Regions from separate parts of the Mus musculus genome. Here all the other regions are linked to region 1. The links are chromatin contacts, called in public HiChIP or PLAC-seq and promoter capture Hi-C maps. All regions are on one chromosome and are shown on one strand. The core of a region is the stretch at or near the end of the contact, and the rest is flanking DNA. Distances in the headings are between cores, read along the strand shown. Region 1 holds the start of Krt13 (keratin 13). Region 2 has its middle 22 kb from the start of Krt20. Region 3 holds the start of Krt12 (keratin 12).

What was found. HiChIP or PLAC-seq counts read pairs in DNA pulled down with a chosen protein or histone mark. Capture Hi-C pulls out chosen DNA fragments and counts their contacts.
Region 2: a contact with region 1 is called in an HNF4G HiChIP or PLAC-seq map of pancreatic cancer cells. The contact joins the enhancer-like site here to the promoter of Krt13 in region 1. A contact is called at or near these places in 8 of 39 promoter capture datasets (the C10 cell line, embryonic stem cells, hematopoietic stem and progenitor cells and 3 more), 3 of 15 datasets of contacts at CTCF or cohesin (the NIH/3T3 cell line, embryonic stem cells and large pre-B cells), 2 of 115 datasets of contacts at active chromatin or transcription factors (kidney and pancreatic cancer cells) and 2 of 9 other capture datasets (adipose tissue and macrophages).
Region 3: a contact with region 1 is called in a promoter capture Hi-C map of pancreatic islet, with 5 times the contacts expected there. The contact joins the promoter of Krt12 here to the promoter of Krt13 in region 1. A contact is called at or near these places in 8 of 39 promoter capture datasets (the C10 cell line, cranial neural crest, embryonic stem cells and 3 more), 1 of 484 Hi-C or Micro-C datasets (embryonic stem cells), 1 of 115 datasets of contacts at active chromatin or transcription factors (pancreatic cancer cells) and 3 of 9 other capture datasets (adipose tissue, embryonic stem cells and pancreatic islet).

Annotation. Positions count from the first base shown.
Region 1 is chr11:100,119,340-100,123,050 of GRCm38.p6, forward strand. Krt13 (keratin 13) reads right to left here and starts at 2,227. Exons shown (of 8, transcript NM_010662.2): 1 at 1,686-2,227; 2 at 634-716; 3 at 283-439; 4 at 1-103. The coding sequence starts at 2,156.
Region 2 is chr11:99,457,797-99,461,565 of GRCm38.p6, forward strand. No RefSeq gene overlaps it. Among named protein-coding and RNA genes, the nearest start is that of Krt20, 22 kb to the left of the region's middle. Within about 2 kb of position 1,260, at least 16 of the 459 cell types and tissues checked have an H3K27ac peak or open chromatin away from gene starts, as enhancers often do. A contact at or near this core is called in pancreatic cancer cells, where this site is marked.
Region 3 is chr11:99,420,272-99,423,702 of GRCm38.p6, forward strand. It overlaps Krt12 (keratin 12), which reads right to left and starts at 1,988. Exons shown (of 8, transcript NM_010661.2): 1 at 1,400-1,988; 2 at 474-556. The coding sequence starts at 1,945. A830036E02Rik (RIKEN cDNA A830036E02 gene) reads left to right here. Exons shown (of 4, transcript NR_153851.1): 4 at 1,594-2,827.

The DNA of each region.
Region 1 (3,711 bases), core at 977-3,476:
GCTCCCTCATCTCAGCCAGCACACGGGTCAGATCAATGCCAGGGGTGGCGTCCATCTCCACATTGACCTGGCCTACTACCTGGTTGCTGAATTCCTTCATCTCCTGTGGAGTAGGGAAGGAAAATGTGAGAGACTCTCCCTTCTTATCTCTGAGTGATAGCGGAATGTTCTAGAAGACTCTTCCGAATCCCTCAGCTGGTGGCAATGTCAGCCTGCAACAGAGGGCTCTCCTTGCTCATCAAAGGCGGTTCGGCCCATGGCCGGCCTGTCATCCCCTCTCACCTCTTCGTGGTTCTTCTTCAGGTAAGCCAGTTCTTCATTCAGGCTCTCAATCTGCATTTCCAGGTCAGTCTTAGCCAGAGTCAGCTCATCCAGCACCCTGCGCAGGCCGTTGATGTCGGCCTCCACGCTCTGGCGCAAGGTCAGCTCATTTTCGTACCTGGAATATTTTTTTAATTAAAGCAAAACAAATAATATTAGATGCATCCCACCCCCATACACTGAATTCCTCTACAACTCCAAGGCCCTTGCTCCTGGATGCTCCAGTGTCTCCCACCAAGTGGCCACTCCTTTAAAGTTTAGAGTCTAAAGCAAGAGTCTTTGGGGAAAGACTCGTAAGGAGAATGAACTCACTTGAGCCTGAAGTCATCTGCAGCCAGCCTGGCATTGTCAATCTCCAGGATGATCCGGTTGTTGTCCGTGGTGGCTTCCAGAATCTACAAAGCATGGAAGGGACACGCTAAAGCTGGGCTTAGAAAGCAAAACTCACCTTACTTCTGCTTAAGCACTCTGAGAAAGCAGGAGGCAAAGCCAACTCTCTCCTTTTCCTCTTGAATATTCCCCATCAGACCAGGGTGGGAGAGACCAATGATGGCCATTTCAGAGGCCCCACCCACTCAGAACATCTTCCAGTAGTCGTATCTCAGAGCTATCAACTCCCTAAGTCACTGTCTTGATAGCTTTCCCCCTTCAGATCAGAAGGGGCTCAGTGTGACTCCAGATGTATTCTGGCCATGCTCCTGGAGCTGACCTCCCAGATAAGCAAAGAGGAAAACCCATCCACTCAACTCTCTTGAACTCAGGCATCCACTTGAATGCCTGAACATTTACAGCGTAAGCATTTAAAGCCTGCTTTGTGTAATTGGGGCCTGACCCAGGCTAGTAGACTTCTGCTCTGACAAGTTGGTGTCGCAGTGTGATTGACAGGCCACACTGAGGGCTTCCAGGCTCTGTACCAGCCTGAGTCTCAGCCTCTTTACACCCTCTGAGTCATTGCCCACTGAGAATAAGTCTATGGGGTTTCTCCAAAATAAACAGTGAACAACGATATCTTTTCTTTATCCGGTTTATCCGTTTGCAGTGACTTTTTTAAAATGTCACATTTCCAAGTAAGTCAGTCGTAGGTTATAGCAACTGAGTCACAAGTAACAGTTCAGGAAGCCATTAAAAAAAGACTTGGCAGGAGTCATGACACCAATAAACATGAAGTGTGGGAGAGAATGCATTTGGGTCATGGCATAAGAAAATTTCAGTAGCGGAGACTCTCGGTAGTACAAAGTTACAATATTCCCCTTGCAAGAAGAAGGTCGATTCCATCCACACCTGGTCGTCTGTAACACTGCATGGCCTGGCCTCTGAGGCTCTGCCCTGTCCTGAGGAAAACTTCTTAGCATCAGAGGCCTCACCTTGATCCGGAGCTCCTCGATGGTCTTATAATAAGCACTGTAGTCCCGCTCTGGACTAGCTGGGCTCTGTTTCAGATGCCAGTCACGAATCTTCACCTCCAGGTCGGCATTGGCTGCCTCCAAGGCGCGCACCTTATCCAGGTAGCTGGCCAGGCGGTCATTGAGGTTCTGCATGGTGATCTTCTCGTTGCCAGAGAGGAGGCCACCATCGACACCTCCGAAGTCACCAAAGCCACCGCCAAAACCTCCGCCATAGCTACCTCCAAAGCCACCTCCAAAGCCACCTCCAAAGCCACCACCAGCTCCTCCACCAAAGCCACAGCTCATGCCCCCTCCATAGCCTCCAGCTGACCCTCCAGTGACAAACCGAGATGAGCAGGAGGAGATATTACGGCCTCCTCCAAGCTGGCAAGAACCAGCTCCGAAACCACCTCCATAGCTCATGGAGGAACTCTGGAAGCGGCAGCTCATGGTGGGAGCAAGAAGGTGAGAGAGAGAGAGCAGACAGGAGCTGAACTTGACCAAGGCCAAGAGAAGACTATGGCACTTCCCTGCCGTGCATGCCTTTTATGCGTCCTCCACAGGGGTGGGACATCCTCTCTCCTCCCTTCCCCACCCTCTGACCTGATGCCAGCTGTTCCTCCTTTCCCACAAGCCCAGTTACCTCTACTCTCTAGGGTGGGTTATGTCTTTGGGGTGGCTTTTTTCTTTTTAATCCTTAACAAAAGGGATGATTCAGAGGGAGCAGTGTTCTGCTTCAGACTTCTTTTGACAACCAAATTCTACTTCACCTTTCCAGTTAAGAAGTTCCATATCCCAGCCCTGCCCAGTATTAGAACAGGGACTGAACCACAAGGGTCTATCAGATAGCCTCCTTGGGGGAGAGGGGGGAAGGCCAGACTGCAAAGTGGCCCCATGCTGGGTGAAATCCCCATAGCCCTCACCACCCTTCTTTTCTACCTCTAAAATGGCTGGATGGAATGTTCTGGAAACCCCTTAGCTCTTCATCTATGCCAATGCTCCCAACAATTCTGATCACAAATTTTGTTGATCATAAAGAATTAGCCTCATTGGACACCTTGAGCCTGAAAAAGAAATGGTTCTAGGGGCTGGAGAGTTGGCTCCATGGTTAAGAATATTTGCTATTCTGGGCAAGGACCCAAGTTCTGGTCCTGACACCCATATGAGGGCTTACAACTGTCTGTAACTCCTGTTCCAGGGTATCCCATTCCCTCCTCTGGACTTTGTAGGCACCATAAACACTCATGATGCACAAAATACATGCAGTCAGACAATCATAACCAATAGTTAAAAATAAATATTAAAATAAAGAAGAAAATGGCTATAAAAAGCAACACTAAGAGACCCTAAGAGACCTCAGAAAGCAAACCTAGCTGAGGAGACCAAGACACAGGAAGAGACAGCAACCCCACTAAGATGCTTAGAGCCTAAGTATTTTACACTCAATTTCTAATTGTATATATTTATTTTGTGCACTAGTACTAGTGCCGTACACTGTGGAGATCAGAGGACAAGTGTCAGGAGTGAATGCTCGCCTACATTGTGTGTCCCAGGAATGAAACTCGGGTCTGCTGAGCATCTCACAAGTTCTGCACTCACTCTCAAGGATCTTAGCAGCAGCCCCGAGAGGTGGCTTCTCTAGTATCTCCCACTTTACACAGAGAACCAAGTCATAAAGTAGAATCAGAACTGAACCCCAAGGCTAGTTATACCATGCCCAAGACTCATTTTAGATCCATTTTGTATAGAATAAAGTTTATAAATCATAAGTGTTCAATTGCACTATCACCTATGCATCTCCTGTGCAATCACCTTCCAGAACTTTCTAGCACTCTGAAAACTCATGATACCTCTTCTGAGTATATACCTGCAACCCACACCCCTGATCAAATCATTCTTCCAGCTTCTGTCACCAGAGGTAAGTCCATAGCCTCCAACAGAGTCTATGGTTCCCCAAAGGACATTCCACAGTGTTAAGAGTTGTTTGAACTGTCACAATTGAGTG
Region 2 (3,769 bases), core at 10-2,509, 660 kb before region 1:
CCACCCCCCAAAAGACCCAACAAGCAGCTGAAAGAGTCAGATGCAGATATTTGCACCCAACTAATGGATAGAAGCAGTTAACCCCTGTTGTTGAATTAGGGAAGGCTGAAAGAATTTGAGGAGTAGGGCGATCCTATAGGAGGACCAGCAGTCTTAATTAATCTGGACCCCTGAGAACTTTCAAACACTGGACCACCAAATAGACAGCATATACCAGCTGATATGAAGTCTCCCAACACACATACAGTAGAGGACTTGCAGGTCTGTGTTCATTCAGAGATGATGCACCTAACCCTCAAGAGACTGGAGGCCTCAGGGAGTTTAGAGGTCAGATGGGGTGGAGGGTGGGGGCATCCATGTGGAGATGGGTGTGGTGGGGAGGAGGTGTGGGATGTGGAGCAGTTGGAGGGTGGGAGGGGAGGGTTGGGGAATGGAATATGGAGTGTAAAAAATGAATTACAAATAAAATAAAACCAAAACCAAAACCAAAAAACTTGTTCTAAGGTGAGAGAGGTGTTATCATTTTGCAACCCCAATTCAGGAAAATTACTGGTTATTTTTACGTCTCTCACATGCAAACTCAAATGGGTGAATAATGGCTTTTTATGCTCTCTGTGTCTTTCATGGACACTGTGAAAGTTACCAGAAACAATGTCATATGTCAGGGTGAGGGGAGACAAAAGCTAATACACAAATAAAGACTGTCAAAAATATTAAAAAAGAAGAAGAAAAAGAAGAAGAAGAAGAAGAAGGAGAAGAAGAAGAAGAAGAAGAAGAAGAAGAAGAAGAAGAAGAAGAAGAAGAAGAAGAAGAAGAAGAAGAAATGTGTGGGTTAATGTCAGAATAGCCAAGAGTCTTTGGAGAAGAGGATTTAGGCATAAGAGACAAGGAATGCTCATTTTATTTTATTTTATTTTATTTTATTTTATTTTATTTTATTTTATTTTATTTTATTTTATTTAGGACCAGCCTTATAGGGCATTGATATTCATCCGCTCATTCATTCACAAATAATCATAAATAAATATGAGTGTGTGTTCTGCTCTGTTGTAGATACTGGGAATACAGTAGTGAAAAAATACAGGTGTCTGTCCCGTGGAGTCCAGTTTGGGTGTGTGTGTGGGGGGGGGAGGGGCTGGAGGGGCAGAGGGTGAGTCAGAGGCCACACAAGAAAGGGTTGGTGAGGCACTCTTATGAGCAATGAGGCCAGGCCCGGCTCCGACGGTAAAAAAGACATCTGAATGAAAGCCTGGAAGAGTCGTGATGTCTGGGGTCAGAGAGCTTCCTGGTGCAAAGTCTGGGGTATGAGTGTGTGGGTGGAGCACCCTGGCCTAGTGCTGGTGCTCGGAAGAGGAAGGTGGAATGGCAGAAAAGGAAGGTAGACAGGGGGCAGGACCTACAGACAGGTGTGTCCTACAAGAGCTGTGTGACTTTAGAAGGTATCAAAGTTTGTCCATGCAGGAATTCAGCAGCCATAGAGTCCACACTCGATAAGCACCGATTAATGAACCACTTTTTCAAAAATGTCATTTAAAACGATTTCAGTCACCGATAGGAGGACGGTCAGTGTCAGTGGCAACACACACACAGATTTCCATGAAAATGAAAGCTGACGGGCGGGTGTGCACTATAGATGACTTAGGATTCGAGCCCCAAGACCTCCCAAGTCAAGGCGGGAACTTAGGCTGGGGGGGACGAGGGAGACTCTGAGCGCCTAGCTGCTTTTCCTTCTTGCACCCGCTCTGCACCTCTCCCTTCCGTCCTGCTCCCGATCATTAGAATTTCTTAGCAACACTGTAAATGATGGCTCACACCTATTAATCTTAATACTTGGGAGGTTGAAGCAGTGGGATGATAAGTTTGAGGTCCGCTTGGGCTAAGTAGAGAGACTTTGTCTTAAACAATGCTAGTTCTTCATAAAAAACACAATACTCTTATTTATGTGTTAATCAGAATTTATTTTGCTTTTTTATTGATTAATTTTCTTGCTTGGTATTTCCATAATGTATTGGGATTACTCTCTCCCTCTCCTTTTTTTTTTTTTACCCCCCGCCTCCATCCCTATCAACAATACTTCCCATCCCTACCAGTCTTTTTCCAAGCTTCATGGTTTTGGGTTTTATTTTGTGAACCATTTAGTTAAACCAGGGTCATCTTTGTACTCACAGGATGGGAAGTATCCACTGGGGGCCAATGGGGCACACTGATAGGTACACAACCAAAGGCATTGATTTCTCTAATCTCCAAAGTATCAGTAGCAAACAGCTCAGAAGTGAGGGGAACTCCCCTGCCTCCGGACTCCCTCTACCATCCATGTCCAGCTGCCTAGTGCAAGCATCCACAGCTGCTATGAGCCCACGACTGCAGTGGCTGTGTTTTACCCAGAACATAACAGTTTGCATTTCTTCTCCCCACCCTCTGGCTCTCAGGTTCTTTCTTCCTCCTGCAAGGTTCCCAGAGCCTTAGAGCAGGTGGTAGAAATGTCTCACTTAGGGCTGAGCACACGTCTGCTACGTATTCTCAGCATCTTGTGCATCCATGAGTTTCTGCCTTTTCCATTGTTCACTGGAAAGAAACACTTTCCTGGCCAAGGCTGAGAGTAGCATTTGTCTACTGGCATATGCATAGATATTTAGATGACAGCTCAATATTGTCAATTTAGCTAAACAACAGTGTTTAGTTCCCTCCTAGAACCTATGATCTCTCCTGTCTTTTTTTTTTTTTTTGGCCAGATTTACAGAACCAGGCAGGAATTCTTGCCTATGGAGTAGATCTAAATTCCAATCAAAGAATAACTGACCATCTCCTTAACAGCAATATAACTATTGCGCATGTCTGCGTATCTACTTGACAGGTTGTTCGGCTGACTGGTGGGCCTCAGTTGGGTAAGAACATTGCTTGTTCCCCCAGTAGCCTCCATAGCATCCTTGGGGACTATGAAACTAGTAGGTGTGGAGGAAGCTTCCAGCTCATTTCTAAGTGATTTCTGTGTTTCATGCATCCTATGAGTGTGGCCTTACCATCTAGCTCTGATAGGCATTCAAGAAGACTTGTAAAAGCCTATACTGTTTGGGTGGTCTCTGAGATCTCCTTGACTAACAACTTATAAAGAGGCATTCTACCATTGGCATTGGGGTTTTTGTTGAACAGTTCACAGAAACTGAAAAAAAAAGTCACGGAGACATAAATGTAAAATGCTGACTTGGTCATTATACATTATGGACACATATTCTGAACACAAGAAACATGTACAATGAAAATAATAAGAAAAAAGAATCTATAAGAAAAATAGTTTAATGCTGGGCAGTGGTGGCACATGCCTTTAATCTCAGCCCTTGGGAGGCAGAGGCAGGTGGATTTCTGAGTTCGAGGCCAGCCTGGTTTACAGAGTAAGTTCTAGGACAGTCAGGGCTATACAGAGAAACCCTGTCTAAACAAAACAAAACAAAACAAAACAAAACAAAACAAAACAAAACAAAACAAAACAAAACAAAACAACAACAACTCAGCACAGCCAGGAGTGGTGGGTGGTACAAGTTTATGGTACCTAGAATTACTTCGTAGAATTTGGGAGGTGGAGGCAGGAAGATTTATAACTAAAGGCTGTCCTGAGATGCATAGTGAGACATTGCCTCAACAAGCCCCAGCCTCAAATCAGTCTATCCTTCTAAAAAAAGAAAAGAGAAAGAAAAAGAAAGAAAAACCAACAGTCCTGTGTCATCTAGGCACAAGAGTGAAAGTCTGTCTCTCCTTGGGACTCAGTCAGGCC
Region 3 (3,431 bases), core at 738-3,237, 700 kb before region 1:
CAACTTCCTGTGGGGGCATTTTATAATACAAAAAGGAAATTAATTTGTATTCCCTCTGCATAGGAGGGTGGGGTATGGGAAAGGATCTGGTATATAAAAATAAATGCATGGTTAAGCTTTCAGTCATATGTGTCATCAGGGACACAATTGTTCCATTGAACCCCTTGGCAAAGATATTGTTAATTCACTTTGATACATTGAAAATTCAGGTCTAAACATAGGTACAATTATCAGGTTGAATTATGACTCATTGCAAAGAGATGATCCGTAGCTCCAGGTGGAAGCAACTTATAACTTAAAGCTGTGTACAGTGGACGGTTTGACTTTCAGTGCTTTTAAAAGCACCCTGTGTGGATTTAGGGGTGCACTGAAGGCAGGGGCCATGTGGGCTGCAGGACATTGGAATCGTTTGCCATCAGCGCAGCAGGAAGTGGGGAGTGGGAGGAGGAAGGAGTTACCACCAGCGGACTCACTTCATCCTGAAGTCCTCGGCAGCCAGCCTTGCGTTGTCAATCTGCAGGAGGAGCTGGGCGTTGCTGACTCTGGCAGAAACGATCTGGGAGAACAGAGGGAGACACATGAACACGGAGTCCTAAAGCACTGGCAGTTAGTTCACTAGTGTCACTTTGCACATAAGAATAAATCGTGACACAAAATACATTTTTCCTCCATCCAAACTCTTCATCTTTAAGTCACATTCTTTCAGCTTTTTTTTTTTTTTTTTTTTTTTTTTTTTTTTTTTTAAATATGGCTCTTCTATGCATCTTTAGTTTTGGTTGGGCTTCCCTCCTCACCCTTACTTTTCTGTGCATCCCCACCCCATCTTTGTTTAAACCTTCCTATGTTACTCTTCCCCCTTCCTCTATATCAGTTTAAGCACCTCCTCCCTGCCATGAGACCTTTCTGCTCTCTATAGGCACTCAGTTAAACTCAAACAGAAACCTAAACATTCCAAACTAGAATCCACATCTGAAAGACAGCAGATGGCGTTTGCCTATCAGGGCTTGGGTTACCTCGCTCAGTCTCCAGTTCCGGTTTTCTAAGGCAAAGGATGTGGCTGTAGCTCAATGGGAGAACACTTGGTCACATACCCGAAGCCCTGTGTTCATTCCCAGCACCACAGCAAAACAAAGCAAAGCCCCAAACTCCGAAGGGTTCGGGACAGCTTCATTTTAAAAGCAAATGTATTGATTAAAAATAATGTTGATAAGTTAAGAACATTTCTTTTAGACAGTGGAAGGACGGCCACTTAATGGTGAACGGAACTGTACTTCTGTGCTTCTTGAGGGGAGGAAATTCTCCAAGTACCATCTAGTTTAAAAATATCTAAGTTAAGAGGATTTATTTTTATAAAAATATTGTAATAAAATGAAAAGGTTTCTAAAGCCCCTCCCCTTACCTTATTCTTCAAGTCTTCAATCAGTGGGTAGTATTTACTGTAATCACTCTGAGACCCAGCGTCTCTGGTTCTCCGTGTTTCATACCACTCTCGAATTTTGTTTTCCAGTTCTGCATTAGCCTCCTCTAGAGAGCGAACCTTACCCAGGTAGGAAGCTAGTCTGTCATTTAGATTTTGCATGGTTTCTTTCTCAGAACCAGAAAGAAGACCTCCATCATTGCCAGAAAAGATACACAGAGAGCCACCGCCCGAGCTTCCAGCTATCCCCATCCCTATCCCCATTCCTCCCGCGCCACCTCTCAGAGGTCCCCCATAGGCAGAGCCAAGCCCCGGCAAGCAACCTGCAGAGCCACCGCTAAAGCCAGAACTAGAACCAAACATGGAAGCAGCAGAAAAGAGGCCTCCACAGCCAACTCCAAAGCCAGAGGCCGATCCCCCATAGCCGCCGGCAACACTAGAAGCAGATGCACCCCAAGGTCTGCCTGCCGCCCCATTCTGTGAGGAAGACCTCCTGGACAGCGCAGAGGTGCAGACTGAAAGCGACATGCTGTTGCTGGAGAGGTGGTGACCCAAGAGAGACCGCAGTGCTGGTATGCCAGAAGGGGTCCTGCCTTTATAGGCTGGGAGGTGGGTGTTGCGGTTAAAGAGTTCACTCTCTGCGTTCCAACTCTCGCATGCCCACCCACACCCAGTTGGCCAGCTCAGCAGGTATGTGATTTATGCATCGTGAAAATTCACTGATATAGCTATAATCGAATAACCATTACCACTAGATATCTGACACACAAGAAAGAAGGCTGGGTGGAGCAGATAGGCTGTCGTAAGGAATCTGTCACCTTCAGTTGTCCTCAGCACTGCCTGTATCTTCCAGACACCAGAAGAGTGACGACTGGAGCATTAAGGAATCCTTCCGAAGCCCCATGCTTCCTGAAGCTCTGTCTTCCCCTCCCCTGTCTATTTCTTTCGGTTCAGTATAAGCCAACCAACCATGCTGTGGTTCTCTCTGTAGGGACAGTTTCAGAGGCAGATGAAGAGCGCATTCCTGGAAGGTGAGAAACAGAGGTGTTTTCCAAGAGGACATTAGAATCTGAGCTTGCAAGGCTCTGAGAGCATCTGCTGTAAGGAGTTGTGTGGTTCTTGCTTTTCTGAAAATGGAACACTTAAACATGGGAGCCAGCTGTTTGGAAGTCGAACATTTATAGTTAACAAAAGATTGGCATTCTCAGTGAACCATGACGCTGGGCTCTGGGCTGAATGCTTATTGCTATTTCTTCAATGGCATTACCTGTGAGAATTTTGTAGTAAATCTGTTGGCTGAATGGATAGTATATCACCTACAGTGTTCCACCATTAACAAAATACATACACACACACATACACACACGCAAACACTGTCCAAAATAAGAAATGATTAAAACTCCATGCTTCAGAAGCCAGAGAGTCATTTCGGTGGATGGAGAGGAATGCATTTTTGCATCACAGAACAGCCAATGGGAGGCTGTCTTATTAAATTCCTGTGAATTCTTTGGGAAGCATGATCCTGAGAATTTTATCCAGGGGTCAGAGAGATGGCTCAGTACTTAGGAACACTTGCTTCTTCCAGAGGACCCAGGTCCAAACCACCCCCCACCTCCAATGACAATCAATCTAATGGCTCTGGTGTACAGGTTCCCACAGCAGAGCCTTTAATAGTAGCTCCATATTTCCTGGGCGCCCTGGTCCCAGAGAATGCTTCTTTCTCTGGCCTTTATGCCATGAGAGTTGGTCTCAAGGTCAGTACTTGCTTTGCAGTGATAGAGCGCGGATTCTTCCTCGTTCAGCAAGAGCAACACTCACCTCGTCCAGGTAGTGTTGGCCCTTATTCAGCCTCCCCAGAGGCGAAATCTTAAATCTGGAGTCGTACCAAGCCAGAGTGAGAGCTGCCTATTGGGCACTCGGGAGCACATGCAGAAGGTCACAGCTGAGCTTCATGGCAGGCCTCCGTAAGAAATACCCAGGACAGGGGCTGGAGAGATGGCACTGACTGCTCTTC